2 separate regions of the Mus musculus genome follow, and region 2 is linked to region 1. The links are chromatin contacts, called in public Hi-C maps. All regions are on one chromosome and are shown on one strand. Each heading gives the region's core, a stretch centred on a gene start, on an enhancer-like site or on the middle of the called end of the contact. The rest is flanking DNA. Distances are from core to core; before and after follow the strand shown.

Region 1 (2,523 bases), core at 9-2,508:
GAGGATTTAAAGAGGAGACATAACAAAGAGCTTCCTGACTGGCATGGCTGGTTCCCGCCCACTCAGGGGAGCATCCTTGACTGTGACACTGAAGGCCTTTCAGAGGTCGAACCTTCTCAACTTCAGGACTTAAACCACGGCGGCCTGCTTATTCTACCTTGCCCTGAGCCTTTTGGTGGTCATCCTTGCATGGCATCCTTCCCTGGCCAACCCTAAGGATAGGCCTAGCAGCCTGGGTGATGTAACCCCAGTAGAGAGTGCTTGCTGGGTAAGGCGGGGTGGGAACTTCTTCAGGTATGTCAGAGAGGGGTCTCCAGAGAAACCTCATCTGGTGTGGGTAGGGGTACATGGTTTTGAATACAGCCTAGAGTGCTAGCCCAACTCTATCCTACCTGTTCCAGTTCTCCAGAGCCGGAGAAAGAGGCTGGTCCCACACCAGCTCAGACCCAGTAGGCTCTAAGATCAATGCTGGATTACCAAAGAAAGCCAGAGGTGCACAGCTGATGCCTGGCACTGCAGGCTCTGTAGAACCCTGAGGAGAGCAGGCCTAAGAGCAGGATGTTCAATGAGATGGTGTCACCAGGGGTCGTGTGGATGAGGGAAGGATGAAAGGAGAAGACAACAGGATTAGAAGTGACAGCCAGGGATCCGGGAAGGGTCCCACGCACCCTCTGAGGTTCCTTTGTGCCAGGTAACCCAATACGAACACCTGCACCGCCCTGCCAGGCCCTGCAGCCTCTCAGGTAACAAGCACAAAATAAACAAACACTGTGGGAAGCAGCCCTGTGCTGCCTCTGTGACAGGCAGTGTGTCGTCCCAGGAAGAAACACAAGGCCACACTATGGCTCATGGGAGGCCTGGCAAGTCTGTACCGTCTCATCCAGTGCCCTCAAAGGGTTAACGAGGAGGTGGCGTTATCAAGCTTATAGACTCCATGACGAAACTAACCCTTGCTCAAGGTCAGGGAAAACCGCTGGGCCTGGGACTCCAATCAAGTCACAAAGCTACAAAGATATTGATTGCCACACACACACACCAGCTAGGTAGGGCTGAGCCACACTCCCCCATGTGTGGGAACCTATCCTAGAGGGGTGCCTGAGTTATGCCCCAAGGTTGGAAAATTGAGGTGCTTCCCTGACTAGGTTACTCAGAGAGTGTGATTGACCAAACTAGTTCTGCCCACAGCTCAGCAAAGCCCAGCAGCACGGCCAACAGTGTTACAGCATGGGAGGGGAATCCAGGCCTTTCCTTACAAGCCACAGAACCACATCGGCCTTCAGGACAGCCCCCCGCCCCCACCCCACCCTCTCACACTCACAAACACCATTGGCTAACTTTCCCTTCGACTTTGTCCCCAACTGGAATGCAAGGTCATTGTAGACAAATACTAATAGAATCGCTGCTAAGAACTTGGGTGGAAGGAAAAGAAGCAAACATGAGGCCATTTGGACAGGAGTTTGCACAGGACAGAGCTGTGTGCAACACACAGAACTCGGCCCCAAGGCTGTTTGGGTTCCGCAAGTCACTGCACTGGGTTTCTGAAGAAGTCCAAGCAATCTAGGAAGACAACTCAACGAGAGTGTCTCAGTTCCTTGCCTCCGTATGTAAGCTCCTCCGTCCCCCACCCCCACCCCCACCCCCACCCCGCCCCAGGCAAAGTCAGAAGCCCTCACCCTTGATCAGGCATCAGCTCTCCAGAAGCCTGGGAAGGACGCTTGAGAAACCTCTGCACAATACGGCCCTTGTAGTCCAAGATGGATCTCCTTTACCAGTCTCTAGCTGCCACAGGCCCCTAGCACTCAGCACCACTTTAGAAAACCCGAGCAGAACTCAGCCTGTGCCGAGTCCCATTATTAGAAAGATACAAATGATACAAAGTATCCATTACTCCTGCCTCTCCTGGCAGGTTACAGACCCTGACCCCAGGGTCCAACCTGTGCCTATTAGTCTGGGCTGACCCAGAGCTTCCTGGAAAGGAAAGTATCTTAAAGCAGACCATAGGAATCAGCAGCCTGAGGGACCCTCATGTCCTTGGCCCTTCAGAAACCTAGGCTGGTAGAAAGGCGTGAGAGGGAGGGAAAGGGAGGACAGGGAATGCTGGGTAAGAACGTTTCCACCACACAGTGGATGTGGTATATCAAAAGGTGTGTGTGTGTGTGTGTGTGTGTGTGTGTGTGTGTGTGTGTGTGTGTGGTTGTGTATATGTGTGTATGTGTGGGTGTATCTGTGTATGTGTGTGTATGTGATTGTGTATATGTGTGTTTATGGGGGTATTCTTGTATGTATGTATGTATGTACGTGTACATGTATATGTATATAAGGTAGTTTGAATGAAATTGGCATATAGAGGGTAGCAAATTGGCACCATAGGTTTGTAGAGAGTAGCACCACTAAGGAGATGTGGACTTGGTTGAGGATTGCATCACTGGGAGTGAGCTTTGAGGTTTCAGACGCTCAAGCCAGGCCCTGTCTCCCTCTCTCTCTCCCTGCTGGCTGTCTATCCAGATATAGAACTCTCAGCCA
Region 2 (2,523 bases), core at 15-2,514, 350 kb after region 1:
TAGCCTGGGCTAGCCTCAAATATCAGTCTTCTCCCTCAGCAACTGGAGAGCTGGAATTAGACCCATGGGACAACATACCTGGGTCAAGCTGTTCCGTGTTTCTTTGAGACAGGGTCTCACTGTGTAGCCCTGGCTAGCCTGGAGTTCTTTATGGAGAGCAGGCTGGCCTCAGAATCACAGAAATCCATCCACTTCTGCCTCCCGAGTACTGGGATTAAAACTGCACATTTCACTTAGCCTGGCTTTCAGGCTGGCTTTTGGTTTTGATTTTTTGTTTATTTGTTTGTTTGTTTGTTTGATTTTTCGAGACAGGGTTTCTCTGTGTAGCCTTGGCTGTCCTGGAACTCACTCTGTAGACCAGGCTGTCTTCGAACTCAGAAATTCACCCGCCTCTGCCTCCCAAGTGCATGGCACTTGCCACCACACCTGGCTTTGATTTTTTTTTTTTAAAGATTTATTTATTTATTTATTATATGTAAGTACACTGTAGCTGTCTTCAGACACATCAGAAGAGGGCATCAGATCTTATTACGGATGGTTGTGAGCCACCATGTGGGATTTAAACTCAGGACTTTTGGAAGAACAGTCAGTGCTCTTAACCGCTGAGCTCTCTCTCCAGCCCTGGTTTTGATTTTGAGACAGAGTCTGAGCACTGGCGAGTCTGGATCTTGCCAAGTACAACAGGCTAGCACAGACCCTCCTGGTTAGCCTGGATCTACCCATGTACAACAGGCAAGCCTAGACTCTCCTGCTCAGCCTTCTAAGTGCTAGAATTGCCACACCCAGCTAGAACAAAGATCTAAGCAGAAAAAGACAATAGTGCCATTGTGTTGCTACATGCCTTTTATTCCATCATTCAGGGGACAGAGGCAGGAGGATCTCTGTGTTCAAGGCTAGCCTGATCAACATAACTAGAAGTACATAGCAGGACCCTTTTTCAAAAACAAAAACCAAAATAGTATTGGGCTAAAGCTCAGAGGTAGGTAGAGCACGTGCTTGCTGTATTCAAAGCAGTGTTTGATTCCCAGCACCAGGAAATCAATATTTATCTATCTATCTATCTATCTATCTATCTATCTATCTATCTATCTATCTATCTATCTATCTATCTATCTATCGACTTAGGGTGACTTACCACATTCAGGCACCAGCAGAAATGAACCCATTTCTGGCCAGTCACATCACAGGACTTATTCTGTGTGACCTTGTCAACCACCCTCAGTCCTTTTATGACTCTAAGTTCCTCTTCCTGAGCCTTAGGAGAGTCACACATTCAAGGCTACAGACCCAGCACGAATCCAGGAACCAGGAAGCAACCTGCCTTGGGCCCCGCTGAGCCTGGGGGTGACTCCCTTGCTACTGCTCCTAGCTGGAGATGAAGACAGCCAGCTGCTGATGCAGGGCAAAGGGCTCTGGGAGCAAGAGGACAGAGGGCTGCAGTTCTGAAGCTGACAGAGACACACACAGCTGGGAGGGCTGAGGCACACATCCTGGGGCCTGGAGGCTGCAGGGGAGCACAGTTCCCTGGAGTCTGATGGGGTAGGGTTCTCGGATGCTCTTTGCAGAGTTAGGTTTCCTAACAGATTAGGGATCAGTAGATGATCAGGCGGAAGGAGCCTGAGAGTCCCTGAGGAAGGACAGAGGCAGAGGAGGCAGGATCTGAGGAGACAGGGGAGGCTGCTGAAATCTAGGCTTCAGAAGGACTTGGCAGTGGGTGGTGGAGGGAAAACTGGTCTAGGTGCTGACTAAATGCCAAGATGGCTTCATTTTATGGCATGTAAGCTACAGCTACCCAGCGTGCGCGTACAGAGCCAAGGTGCTGACACTACCACCCCTCATCTTGAGGCAAGACCTCCCACTGTAACTTGGCCTGGCTTTAAATGATCAATCCTTCTGCCTCAGCTTCCTGGATTGTAGGCATAAACCACCACACTTACAGAGTTTGGTTTTGATGTTATTTTTAGACCAATGGCCCTAAACATTAAACATGCTGGTTAACTGTGCTCCCACTAAGCTACTATCCTCAGCCCTGGCTCGGCACCTCCAGCTTCCTTTTTTTTTTTTTTTCCAAGACAGGGATTCTCTGTGTAGCCCTGGCTGTCCTGGAACCCATTCTGTACACTAGGCTGGCCTTGAACTCAGAAATCTGCCTGCCTCTGCCTCCCAAGTGCTGGGATTAAAGGCGTGTGCCACCACTGCCCGGCTTCCTTTTTCTTGCTTGAGATAGAGTCTCAGGTAGCCTAGGCTGGCCTCAGACTCCTTATGAAGATGAAGCTGGTCTTGAACACCTGATGCCTGTACATCTGTGCATCTCTTGTGTGCCTAGTGCCTGCAGAGATCAGAGAGGGCATTGGATCCTCTGGAATCAGACTTACTGGTGGTTGTGAGCCACCATGTGCTGGGATTCGAACCTGAGTCTTTGCAAGAGCAATGGATGCTCTTTGCTACTGAGCCCTCTCTAGCCTTGACACTTGGCTTAGCGTCTGTTAGTGAAGGAACCTCTCAGGCTTCTCCTACCTTTTC

What was found. A called contact is a pair of places that touch in the nucleus more often than the background predicts.
Region 2: a contact with region 1 is called in a Hi-C map of embryonic stem cells, with 8 times the contacts expected there. The contact joins two enhancer-like sites. A contact is called at or near these places in 1 of 484 Hi-C or Micro-C datasets (embryonic stem cells) and 1 of 115 datasets of contacts at active chromatin or transcription factors (pancreatic cancer cells).

What each region holds. Positions count from the first base shown.
Region 1 is chr11:115,291,728-115,294,250 of GRCm38.p6, forward strand. The region is part of intron 2 of Fads6 (fatty acid desaturase domain family, member 6); the gene reads right to left. Among named protein-coding and RNA genes, the nearest start is that of Fads6, 4.6 kb to the right of the region's middle. Within about 2 kb of position 1,259, at least 65 of the 459 cell types and tissues checked have an H3K27ac peak or open chromatin away from gene starts, as enhancers often do. A contact at or near this core is called in embryonic stem cells, where this site is marked.
Region 2 is chr11:115,637,892-115,640,414 of GRCm38.p6, forward strand. No RefSeq gene overlaps it. Among named protein-coding and RNA genes, the nearest start is that of Slc25a19, 11 kb to the left of the region's middle. Within about 2 kb of position 1,265, at least 68 of the 459 cell types and tissues checked have an H3K27ac peak or open chromatin away from gene starts, as enhancers often do. A contact at or near this core is called in embryonic stem cells, where this site is marked.